Regions from separate parts of the Mus musculus genome. Here regions 1, 2 and 3 are each linked to region 4. Evidence: chromatin contacts called from public HiChIP or PLAC-seq data. All regions are on one chromosome and are shown on one strand. Each heading gives the region's core, a stretch centred on a gene start, on an enhancer-like site or on the middle of the called end of the contact. The rest is flanking DNA. Distances are from core to core; before and after follow the strand shown.

What was found. HiChIP or PLAC-seq counts read pairs in DNA pulled down with a chosen protein or histone mark.
Region 1: an H3K27ac HiChIP or PLAC-seq map of regulatory T cell precursor shows a contact between it and region 4, with 3 times the contacts expected there. The contact joins the promoter of Fkbp5 here to the promoter of Def6 in region 4. A contact is called at or near these places in 1 of 484 Hi-C or Micro-C datasets (embryonic stem cells), 5 of 115 datasets of contacts at active chromatin or transcription factors (the HPC-7 cell line, bone marrow-derived macrophages, effector CD8 T cells and 2 more) and 3 of 9 other capture datasets (adipose tissue, liver and pancreatic islet).
Region 2: an H3K27ac HiChIP or PLAC-seq map of acute myeloid leukemia shows a contact between it and region 4, with 3 times the contacts expected there. The contact joins the promoter of Lhfpl5 here to the promoter of Def6 in region 4. A contact is called at or near these places in 2 of 115 datasets of contacts at active chromatin or transcription factors (acute myeloid leukemia and large pre-B cells) and 2 of 9 other capture datasets (liver and pancreatic islet).
Region 3: a contact with region 4 is called in an H3K4me3 HiChIP or PLAC-seq map of bone marrow-derived macrophages, with 3 times the contacts expected there. The contact joins the promoter of Uhrf1bp1 here to the promoter of Def6 in region 4. A contact is called at or near these places in 1 of 484 Hi-C or Micro-C datasets (embryonic retina) and 9 of 115 datasets of contacts at active chromatin or transcription factors (astrocytes, bone marrow-derived macrophages, effector CD8 T cells and 4 more).

Annotation. Positions count from the first base shown.
Region 1 is chr17:28,484,854-28,487,553 of GRCm38.p6, reverse strand. It overlaps Fkbp5 (FK506 binding protein 5), which reads left to right and starts at 1,405. Exons shown (of 11, transcript NM_010220.4): 1 at 1,405-1,602.
Region 2 is chr17:28,574,458-28,577,157 of GRCm38.p6, reverse strand. It overlaps Lhfpl5 (lipoma HMGIC fusion partner-like 5), which reads right to left and starts at 1,439. Exons shown (of 4, transcript NM_026571.2): 1 at 746-1,439. The coding sequence starts at 1,157.
Region 3 is chr17:27,855,175-27,857,874 of GRCm38.p6, reverse strand. It overlaps Uhrf1bp1 (UHRF1 (ICBP90) binding protein 1), which reads right to left and starts at 1,368. Exons shown (of 21, transcript NM_001080769.1): 1 at 1,081-1,368. The coding sequence starts at 1,124.
Region 4 is chr17:28,206,472-28,209,171 of GRCm38.p6, reverse strand. It overlaps Def6 (differentially expressed in FDCP 6), which reads right to left and starts at 1,394. Exons shown (of 11, transcript NM_027185.3): 1 at 1,234-1,394. The coding sequence starts at 1,329.

The DNA.
Region 1 (2,700 bases), core at 156-2,655, 280 kb before region 4:
TTATCTTTTCTGTAGAGGTCTTTGAGGATAGGGAAGGAATGACCATACCACCATGTGGGTGATAGACATTGATATATATCATATGTGTTATATGGACATTGATATATATCACCATACAAGGTGACATGTATCTTCATAAGTTCTAAAGTGAGACAAGACAAAAGAAACCAAAACTAGGGGCTGGAGAGAAGGCTCAGCGGGTAAGAGCACTGACTGCTTTTCCAGAGGTCCTGAGTTCAAATCCCAGCAAACACATGGTGGCTCACAACCATCTGTAATGAGATCTGATGCCCTCTTCTGGTGTGTCTGAAGATAGCTACAGTGTACTTAGATATAATAATAAATAAATAAATCTTAAAAAACAAAACAAAAAACCAAAACTAAAATAAAAGCAGACATGGAACCAGGAAACATGGAATTTTCCTGTGGCTACAAAATATTCCATAGGTAATTGGGACTTTTATAGTTTCTCCTCCCCTCAAAAAACAAACAAACAAACAAACAAACCAACCAACCAACCGGGGGTCTGGAGAGATTCCCTAGCTGTTATGAGCAGTTGCTCTCACTGGTTGTTCTCCCAGAGGCTGGGAGAGCACAGGATGCTTCCAACTCCAGTGACAGGGGATTCGATGCCCTCTTCTGACCTCTGTTGGGTACTGCACTCACATAGTAAACACACACACACACACACACACACACACACACACACACACACACACACCCAGCAGGCGAAACACTCATCATAAACGTTCTTCTAAGAATCTTCTTAAAAACCGAACAGTTAGAGTTCAAGTCCCCAGGTGCAGCTCCTGAGCGTCTATAGGAGTCACCCAGACGTGGCGAGGGGGTGCCATCTCGAAGCTGACCTAGCTCAACAGCCATCCTTTGGGTTCCTTTTTGACCTCATCACCTGGGCTGCTTGCTGTGTTGGAGAGGCAGAAACCTCAAGGGAAAGCGACATCTTCACGCCCACTGGGTGTCCAGAGAGAGAGGTGCTAGGTGCTACATCGCATTTTCCCAGTCTCTAAGGAGCATCTTCAAGTTCAGGAGGTTATTTTCCGGGGTCAGCATGGCCCGACCTCTGCAGCTCGTGAAGGGCAGGCTGGGTGGACAGACAGGCAAGGCAGACGCTTGTCTGGTCAGTATTTAGTCTGGAGGCAGTGGACGACGAGGCGAGGTGTCAGTCAGCTTCCTCCATCCCTCTTCTCCGGCCCCCACAAAGGGCAAGGGCCAGACACGTGGGCAGCGGTGAAGAGGCGGAGATGCAAACGAACGGGGCGGAGCCTCATTTGCATAGGCAGTGCACGGCCACCAATCGGGACGGGCGGAGCGACAGCCCGCGCGCCTTTTGGGGGCGGATTGGCAGCCCCGTGGCCCTATGGGAGGTGGGTCCTGCGGCCGGCGGGGGCGGGACGACGGCGGGCGCTGCCCGGCGCACTAGCCGGCTTGCGGGCGCTGCCAGTCTCCGGCGGCGGTGTCCGGCGCGCGGCTGAGCGACCGAGCGTGCGGACGGAGCGGCGGCCTGCTGGGCGGGCTGAGCGGCGCGCGCGGCGGCGGAGAGACGCGGAGCGAGGGACGCGGCGGCGGCGGACGCGGCGACAGGTACGGGCGCCATGGCCGCGGGAATGGGGCGCGCGCACGCGGCGGACCCCGGAGCCAGCCCCGTGCTCGCGGTCCCGCTTCTGCCGCCCCTCGCGCGGCTTCCCCGGGATGGCGTGGACGGGACGCGCGGGAGGCCTGGGCCCCGCGTGGGAGGTGGAGCGGCCGGCGCTCTTCTCCAGCGTCTCCCTCAGCGCGGCGGCGGCGGCTCGCTCGCCCGCGCGCGGCTTTTGTTTCCCGCGCAGCCCACAGGTCCGGGGAGCCCCGTGTCGCTCCGCCACGCCGCCCTCCGGACGCGGAGGAAACTTGGCCTTCCGGAGCCCTGCAAGCCCCGCGGATAACGGAGTGCTCCGCCGCGTCCGCGGGGCCGCGCGATGGGCGTGCCGGCCGGGCACCGCCCTCACCTGCCGCTCCCGAGCCGGCTCGCACCGGGCAGGCAGGTGACCGGAGGGTCTCGGAGGTACTGAGGAGGAAGGGCTAATTAAAAGTTGTCTCGGAGGTGGCTGAGCGGGTACAGCCGCTTGCAGCCAAGCGTGACGACCTGGGTTCGATCCCGGGAACCGACATGGTAGTAGGGGAACCGACTCCAACCGCGAGTTGTCCTCTGACCTCCCTGTGTACACAGCACAAACACCACTGGCTCCGATACACATTCTCATCTCTCACCCCCGCTCTCAATAATACTAAGGAAATAAAAGTTATTTTAGGAATCTTCATTCCCTTCGCCCCAGCGGCATCACCACTCCTGTTCCGGCCATAGTCCTTGACTCCAAACCCAGCATTTTGTGTGTGTGTGTGGGATGAATCTAAGGGAGCACGTTGCATTATGACCATCTTCCTCCTCCTCATCTTCGTCTGTGGATGAGCCAGGTGGAGCGCTTGCGCCTCATTTTTTAAATAATTGGTGTCTGCAGCCATGGCGAAAGCGTTGGAAGGTACAGATCGTAAGCAGAGCGTGCAGAACTTGGGACAGCCCTCGGCGGGGCTCGGGACAGGGTGTACAGCGCTTGGCCGCCATTCAGTAAATTCTGCATGCGGCAGTTGGGAGCTGGTGGTTTGGGGATTTTTTTTTTTTTTTTTTTCCCTTCTTCTTCTTTCAGG
Region 2 (2,700 bases), core at 190-2,689, 370 kb before region 4:
GGAACTGAGGAAGAGGCAGGGAGTGAGGCCAGAGATCTGGGAACAGTCATCACCATAGCCCTGGGGTTGGATCCTAGGCCATGTGGCAATAGCCTTCCTCTTCCCTCTGAGTGTGCAAGCCTGTGGTGCGGTGTTCTGGTTGTTGGTACACCTGGCTGCATCCACCCAGAGCTATGTGCCCCCTCCAAGTCACTTCTCTCTGGCTCATGGGCTCTACAGCGAGGACCCCAACAGTCTGCATCCATTCTGCCTATGAATACCCCCTTTTCTTTTACTTTTAGTTGTGTGTGTACATGAGTGTGTGACGTGACGTATGAGCTCATGGGCACATGCCGCATGGAGATCAGATAAACAACTGGACAGACTCTGTTCTTTATGGAATGTGGGTCCTGGATGCTGAACTCAAGCTATCAGACTTGGTGGCAAGCACCTTTACCAGCTGAGCTATCTCCTAGTCCCTGACTCATTCTTTCTTAGAATCTCAGATTCTCCTCAAGACAGGGTCTCACAATATAGCCCAGGCTGGCCTGGAACTCACAGCCCTCCTCTTGTCTCATGGCTCCCACCTATAATTTGGTCTGCTATAGCCTTGGCCTCTACTCTGAGTATAGTGTGAGCCCCTATTCCGAATCTTTTGTGGAACACTGAGTAAGAGAAGGCTCAGAGCTTTCCCTTCATGGGAAAGCCATGGCTGTACCCTGAGTATCCCCCCTCACACACACCACACCCCAGCAACCCTGCTCACCAGCAGCCAGCTGCATCCAGGCGCAAATCTTGTAGACCGTGGCTGTATTACAGACGAAGAACAGGCTGAAGCAGATGATGGAGCCGATGATAAGGAACATGGCCAAGGCCACAAAGAACATGGCAGTCTTGAAGGCTCTGGAGGGGATGGAGGAGAAGTCCAGAGGGCCCCCCTTGCAGATGAGTTCCGACGACAGCACGTTGCCCACGCAGTAGGAGAACAAGCCAAAGTAACCAGCCTGTGGTGTGCTAACACTGTCGCCTATCCAGTAGGGCTGGATAAAGAGGGCCATGACCAGCACCGAGAAACAGATAGTGAGCGTGCCCCACATCACTCCCACAGCGCGCGAGTTTCGCACATAGTTGGTGTGGTAGATCTTGGCGGCCTCCTGGGCTGGCAGCAACTTCACCATGGCGAAGGCCGCTGGACTAGGACGGGGACACTGGCTGGGTGCAGGTCTACAGCTCTAGGGAGCAGAAGTCGTGGGTCAGTCCTCAGCCTGGTGTGAGGAGCAGCCTGAGGTCAGGGAGCCATGCAAACATTCCCCCCAGTAGGTTGGGAGTGCAGCAGGCCAAGGTCAACCTTGTCTTCGCAAGAGATGCTTCCCAGATGAATGTGCCCGTTCTGACCAGGATGGGCTCGAGTCTGCCGCCTCCTCTAGGTCGGCCAGGGTCTGGGCCTGCGCCTCCGCTTTGCCCGCCCCTCCTGCTTGCCCTCACAGGCCACGCCCGGCCCGCTCTGCGAAACGCGTTTCAGCACCGCGGCCAGCGCCAGAGTTCGGGGGCGTGGCCTGGTAGGGGCGTGGCCGGCGGCCGCGCAGAGCCTGGAGGGGCGACTTGGAGGGGAAGGGAGCTGGGACCCCGGTCCTCTCTTCCTCCCAGAGGGTGGGGCCGACCGTGTGTCACGTTCCTTCCGCTGATTCCAGCTGCAAAACCGCTTCCTGTCCTCTACACCCCTAGTCACCCTTCGGGGACCTCCACCTCCCACCAGCCGTAGCAGCACCACCGCTCCATCCCGAGGGCCGCAAGTTTTGACTGGGTCTTGGCTTGGTCTTCCAGTCAATGACCGCCGAGACCAGAGTGGAGGCTAGAGAAATATCCTGTCAGCAAGGACCTGAGCTAGTGCAATAACACTCGCAGTAATAAAGAATACCAAAGTTCATTCTCCAGAGCCTTTCCCAAACCACAACGGAGCAGTCAGTGTATCCAACACACGGCCTTTCTCCTCTGGTTTCCATTTTTATTGCAGATTTCCTTTTTAAAAAATATTTCGTTTTTCCGCTGAATGTAGTGGCTCACACCTGTAATAATCCCAGCACTCAAAAATTGGAAGATGATCAGGATAAAGAGAGGCTACATAAGATTGTCTCAAAAGCCAAAGAAATAACCCATATATAAACCCAGATTTTTTTAGATAACTGCATGGCTAGTGTAAGTACTAAAAGGCAATCCAGTAAAGTATACATAAAAGAATAAACCCTCTATAACCCTGAAGTCTGGAGCTAAATAAGATATGACAAGGGCTTTAGCCTAGGAGATAGCTCAGCGAATAAACATTTGTCGTTCAAGTTTAAAGGTCTAAGTTCAAATCCCCAGGCCTCAGGTAAAACAACCTGGAAACTGGGCTTTAAAGGCATGGTGGTGCATGCAGCCTTTGATTTCAGCACTTGAGAGGAAGAGGCAGGCAGATCTCTATGAGTTCAAGCACAGCCTGATCTACAGATCAAGTCCTAGGATAGTCAGAGATAGTCTAGATAGTCCTAGATAGTCCCATATCCTGAGACACAGTCTCAAAAATTTCCAACGACCAACCAGCAACAACAACAAAGCAAAACAAACAAAAAACAGGAGAGGCCAGGCAGTGGTGGTACACGCCTTTAATCCCAGCACTCAGGAGACAGAGGCAGAAGGATTTCTGAGTTCAAGGCCAGCCTGGTCTACAGAGCGAGTTCCAGG
Region 3 (2,700 bases), core at 119-2,618, 350 kb after region 4:
AAGAGATAAACGTTGAAGAGGAAGTGCCCAGACTCCAGGAGCCGGCCCTTCAGTCATGCACATAACAGTTAATCAAACAAGGTATCTGAATCTAGCTAATAAATGTCTAAGATCACATAAGCCAATGTCAGCCAGGCAACGGGGGACACCACGTCAGGGACAGAGGCTCACACAAGCCCTGGTGTTCCATGTTGACTGGCAACACTCACACACACCTCTTGAAAACCACTAGTCACTGTGCTGCCAAACTCTGGATCACTAGAGCCTCTGAGACAACCTAAATTAACAACCATCACCAAGCTAGAATAAGCAGCGAAAACCAACTGCAAAGCTAGCTCCCAATTTTCGCAGCCACCCATTCTAACAAGCTGCATCATCACGCAGAGACCAGGAGTCCTTCAGATATAGCTGAAAAGTGTCTTGCCAGCTAACCCGTCATGCCCCAAATACAGAGCGACAGGACAGCTTAACAGGAGGCCACAAAGCACAAGTGGACACTGGCTGTCAAACAAACCTCCATGGCATCTTAAAGGGAAGGCTGCTGAAACTTTATCCCCCACCTCCGCTGACCTTTCTCCAATCCGTCTGTGTACGGAGAAGAAAGCGGACCCAGAAAGGAGGGAGGTCCGAAAGGACGACCAGCCTCGGGTGAAGGGTTTATATCTTTTCAAGAGTGATGCAACAGGGTCAGACAGAAGAGGAGGAGCTCGCCTCACAGAAGGAGAAAGCCGGCGTCGGCGCTGCAATCGAAGGGGACCTGGGTAATCCAGCACGGAGCGGCAAAGCCAGAAATGAACCGGCGCTGGGCGGCTCGGCAGGCGGGAAGAGGCCTCCAGGGCTGGCCTGCCAGGTTCCGTGCGGGTCTGGAAGGTACGGCCAGGAAAGGGCTGGGTGACCCGCGCCGAGGAAGGAGGCGGCGACGGGGGTGGGGAGGAAGGTGGCCCGGGCGAGGGAGTAATGCAGCGCCGACAACGGCCCGCAAGAGTTGAATCGCGCCTGCAGGGAGCCGCTCGCCCAGAGCGGCCGGAGGGAGGTCGGAGGGCTCGGAAAAGGACCGAGTACGCGGGGTGGCGCTCTCACCGGGACAGATGCTTCAAGATCTGCTTCTTAATGATCCCGGCCATGCTGCAGCCCGGGCCCGCGTGGAATGCAGGCAGACGGGCAGCCGTGGCCTCCTCAGTTGTGGAAAAGAGGCGTCCTCTCACCTCGCCGCGGCGCGGGCACCGGCTGCCGTAGCCACAGTGGCCGCCATGGCTCTCTGTCGCCCCTAACTCAGCGCCAGGAGTTCCGCCGCGTTCCCACCCGCCCGTGCGGCGCCGCAGGATCCCGCGGAGCAGAACCCAGACCGCACGCCACCCTCCGGGATCCCCGTGGCGAGAGCGCACGGCGAGGGGCGGGGACGCGCGCGGCGGCACAGGCGCAAGGGATGAGGGGCGGGGCGGCGGGAGCTCAGAGGCATAGGGGGCGGGGCAACTGCGCGGGGCGGGGCTTACACGCTCAGAGGCGGGGCTCACTCTTCCAGAAGGTAGATGGTGGCATTCGCCTTTACTCCGAACTCTCCAGAGCCAGAGGCAAGCAAATATAGGACCTTGAGACCAACCCTGTCTACATGGGGACTACCAAGACAGGGTTACATTAAGAGACCTTGTCTCTTCTGAGTTCGAGGCCAGCCTGGTCTACAAAGTGAGTTCCATGACAGCCAGGGCTATACAGAGAAACGCTGTCTCGAAAAACCACAAAAAAAAAAAAAGACCCAAGAAATCTAACCTTTAATGCTTCCAGTTTCAAGAAAAATATCTGCAGTTATTAAGCTGCTAAATACATAAGGCCTCCGTGATAAAGTGCTCGCCAAGCCTTGGGCCACTCCATTAAACACAGATGGAGGCTCCTTCCACTCTTCACTGTATCCAGGAGATACTCAGATACCATCTGACCAAAGCTACAAAACTGGGGCAAGGGCTGAATCCTGTTTCCATGCATGACAATGGCTCAGTGCAGGATCTCATTTCCCAATGCACCATTCTGACAAACTGCTGAGGTCAAAACGCCGAACAACCACAGCAAACCTAACCAACATACTTTGCTTAAAGCCCCCTTTAGGAAATTTAAATGTCTATTGATCATTAGTACATGACTCAATATACTTAACTGCCTTTTGAAAAGGGAGCAATGGAAATGAGAGCCAATGTCTTTAATTCTCGCTATTTCGTGTGGTTTTGCTTTCTTGGTAAGTTTGGCGGGAGTAGGAATTAATTACATCAAGCAAATGAGGTAAGTACTCCACTCAGACGCACCGCCCCCCAAAGACGGAGTGTTTTTATTTATCTGTGCATTCCTATGTGAGTGTGAATGTCATGTGCCCACAGAGACCAGAAGCTGTCAGATTCTTTGGCACTGGAGTTACAAGTAGTTGTGAGCCACTTGGTGTGGGTGCTGAGCACTGCACCTAAGCCCTCTAGAGCAGCACTTAGCAGGGAGCCATCTCTCCAGTCCCCAGGTCTTTTAAGTTTACTCTTGGAGCCCAGCGTGGTGGCGCAAGCCTTTAATCCCAGCACTCTGGAGGCAAAGGCAGGCGGATTTCTGAGTTTGAGGCCAGCCTGGTCTACAAAGTGAGTTCCAGGACAGCCAGGGCTACAAAGAGAACCCCTGTCTCGAAAAACCACCAAAAAAAAGTTTACTCTTGGTTGAGATTGAGACAAG
Region 4 (2,700 bases), core at 145-2,644:
AAGAGACAGGGTTTGGGGGAAGGTGTGTGTGTGGGGGGGGGGGGCACAGTTTCTACAGGATTGGTGTCTGGATGACCTGTTTTTCTTTCTGGGCAGAACTCAACTCGGTGACGAGAGCTGGGCAGACATGGGAAGGGCTAACCTTGCCTCTCTAGGGAACCAGAGGTGGTACTGGACTCTCTTTCCTGGGGCAGTAGAACCTTAGTCATTAGATGCTCAGAAAGCCAGCTCAGCTGGGTAGATGGAGCTGGCTAGAGCTTCTAAGTTCATAGGACCCAGCTTCAGCAATGTCGGAGTTGAGACAGAGGTGGGCCATGCCTGTTCTGTGCCATCTGCCTCCCAGGGTTCCTATCATGGTTGTGAACAGTGGAAATTGTAAATACCCAGATCTTGAGGGGCGAGTGGGAGGCAGACACAGCCTCCTGTGGTGCTCCAGGTAAAGTATTTACAGAGAGTGACTGGATCCCTAGCAGGGTTGAGGCTACTCTGACACTTGGCCCAACACTCCCTGGCTCCAGCAGCCTAGACTTCTGCTGGTTTCTCCTACATTCTCCCCTGGGAAGAAGACACCTACCCAGGAAGGAGAGAGCTCCTTCCGCTCCTTGGAACTGTCCAGGCCTAATGGTTTTAAGATGATGGGGGTGAGTAGAGTGTGTGTGTGTGTGTGTGTGTGTGTGTGTGTGGTCACGGAAGAGGTTTTCTCAGACCCGGCTTCCCCGACACCCTCAGCCCGAGGTCTTATAAGATAAATCTCCCAACCTGTTCTGTTCCTGCGCTGATAGGTGGCCCACATTACCGCTTGCTTCAAGTCGCCAGCTTGCTTTGCAAATGGAGGAGGCTCTCAGAGCCAAGGGCAAGCACTAACTGTTTTTCTTCAAAGCCATGAGGAAGCCACAGGGAGGAGCAGGGTACGTGCCCAAGCATGACGCTGGGGAACCCACAAGGAGCCCGGGAAGGGGCCTGGCTACTCAATCTCGGAACCTCGTGATGCCACCTCTACTGTCTGTCCAGTCAGGGTACTTGGTTCTAGACAGTGGCTTCTGGTGGCATGAGCCCTCTGGGGAGCATCCACTGAGCTACGCTGCCTTTGTGGCCCCGTCAGCGCTCCACCCGGGGCCAGGGCTGCTGGATGGCAAGGTGTCTGCCAGTAGCAAAGGCTTCCGTGGCTGACTCTCTGGGGTGGGAGCTGGCACGTTGAGTCAGCCTCCCCTGAGCCCCAAGGATGCCACTCACCTTGAGTTGGGACTTGGAGACCTTGCCGCTCTTCTCCACGTCCAGTGCAGTGAAGGCGTACCAGATAGACTTGAGCAGCTCCTTGCGCAGGGCCATGGCTGAGGCGCCCGCCCCGGCCCAGGGGCGGCTCTGACACCAAGATCCGGTTTCAGGAAATGCAAACGGCTGCAGACCGCAGAGAGGCCCTGGTGCAGAGCGGAGCGAGAGCTCCACCTGCCTGTTCCCTCTTGCTTCCAGGGCCTAGCCAGCTGCTCTCGCCACGCTCTGCTTCCAGGGCTGACCCTCCCAGAGCTGGAGCCCTCCTTTGGGCCCTGGCTCCCTCAGCACAGATAGTCACTTTAGAAGCCTGCTTGCCTCAGGATCTTCCCAGGCTCCCAGTGGTAGCTCTAGAGAGAGGAAGCAGGCCCTTCCAGACTTGGAGGGACACAGGATCAGGAGTCAAGCTTACCAAGTGGAAGCGATTGGATGAGTTAGCCCCAACAGTCTACTCTTAGTACGTTCCTACCTCACAGAGCTGTGTGGGTGCCTGAGACTGGACAGAAAGAAAACTGTAGGCCCTGTAGGCCCGGGACAGGATATTTCTTTAGAGCCACCCAGCAGAAGCTCAGTGCAGAGTTCTACCCAAGCAAAAGCAACCCAGCGGAGGAAGGACAGAGCCAGCTGCTTCTCCGCTTCTCCACGACAGGGTGCCTTGGCAGTTTGGTTTGCTGTTTCCCCCTCCCCGGGCCTTGGCTCTAAAAGAAACTTCAGAATACTGCCCACTTTGTACTTGATGGCTTTCAAGACACCAGAGCCTGTATTTAGGCACACAGGGTGACCTTGACAGTGGGGCTCACGTCAGAAATCCAGTCAGGGGCAGGGCAGGCCATGGGCAGAGCCCTCTTCAGCAGCCTCCACTTCTTCAGATGCAATGCCCACACAGATCATGGTGGCCATTAAATTTCAATGAAGTCAGTGGAAGCTAATTCTGGAGTTGTGCTCCACCCATCCACCTACTCACTCACAGGGGCATATACCCAGCCCCTCCACTTGCTCCTCACTTGGAGTTCTAAAACCTTGGGATGAGTTTGAGACCACCTAGGCTATGAAGAACAGTTCTGTCTCAAAAACAAACTATAAAAAAGCCCAGAAGGGGGGAGGGAGGAAGGGAGGGGAGAGAGAGAGAGGAAGAGAGAGAGAGAGAGGAAGAAGGAGGAGGAGGAGGAAGAGGAGGAAGAAGAAGAGGAGGAGAGGGGGAAGAGGAAGAGAGGAGGAGGAAGAGGAGGAGGAAGAAGAGGAGGAGGAGAGGAAGAGGAGGAGGAGGAGAGAAAAGATCCCAGCTGAGCAACAGCAAATGAGGGCTTCCTTAGGTGTCCCAGGAGAGGATAATCTTATGCACTTGGTCCCTGATTTCCTGGCTCTGTCAGCAGGAAGGGGCTGGGGGCTCATGAGAGCATCATACAGAGAGATGACGAGGAGGGAGGGAGA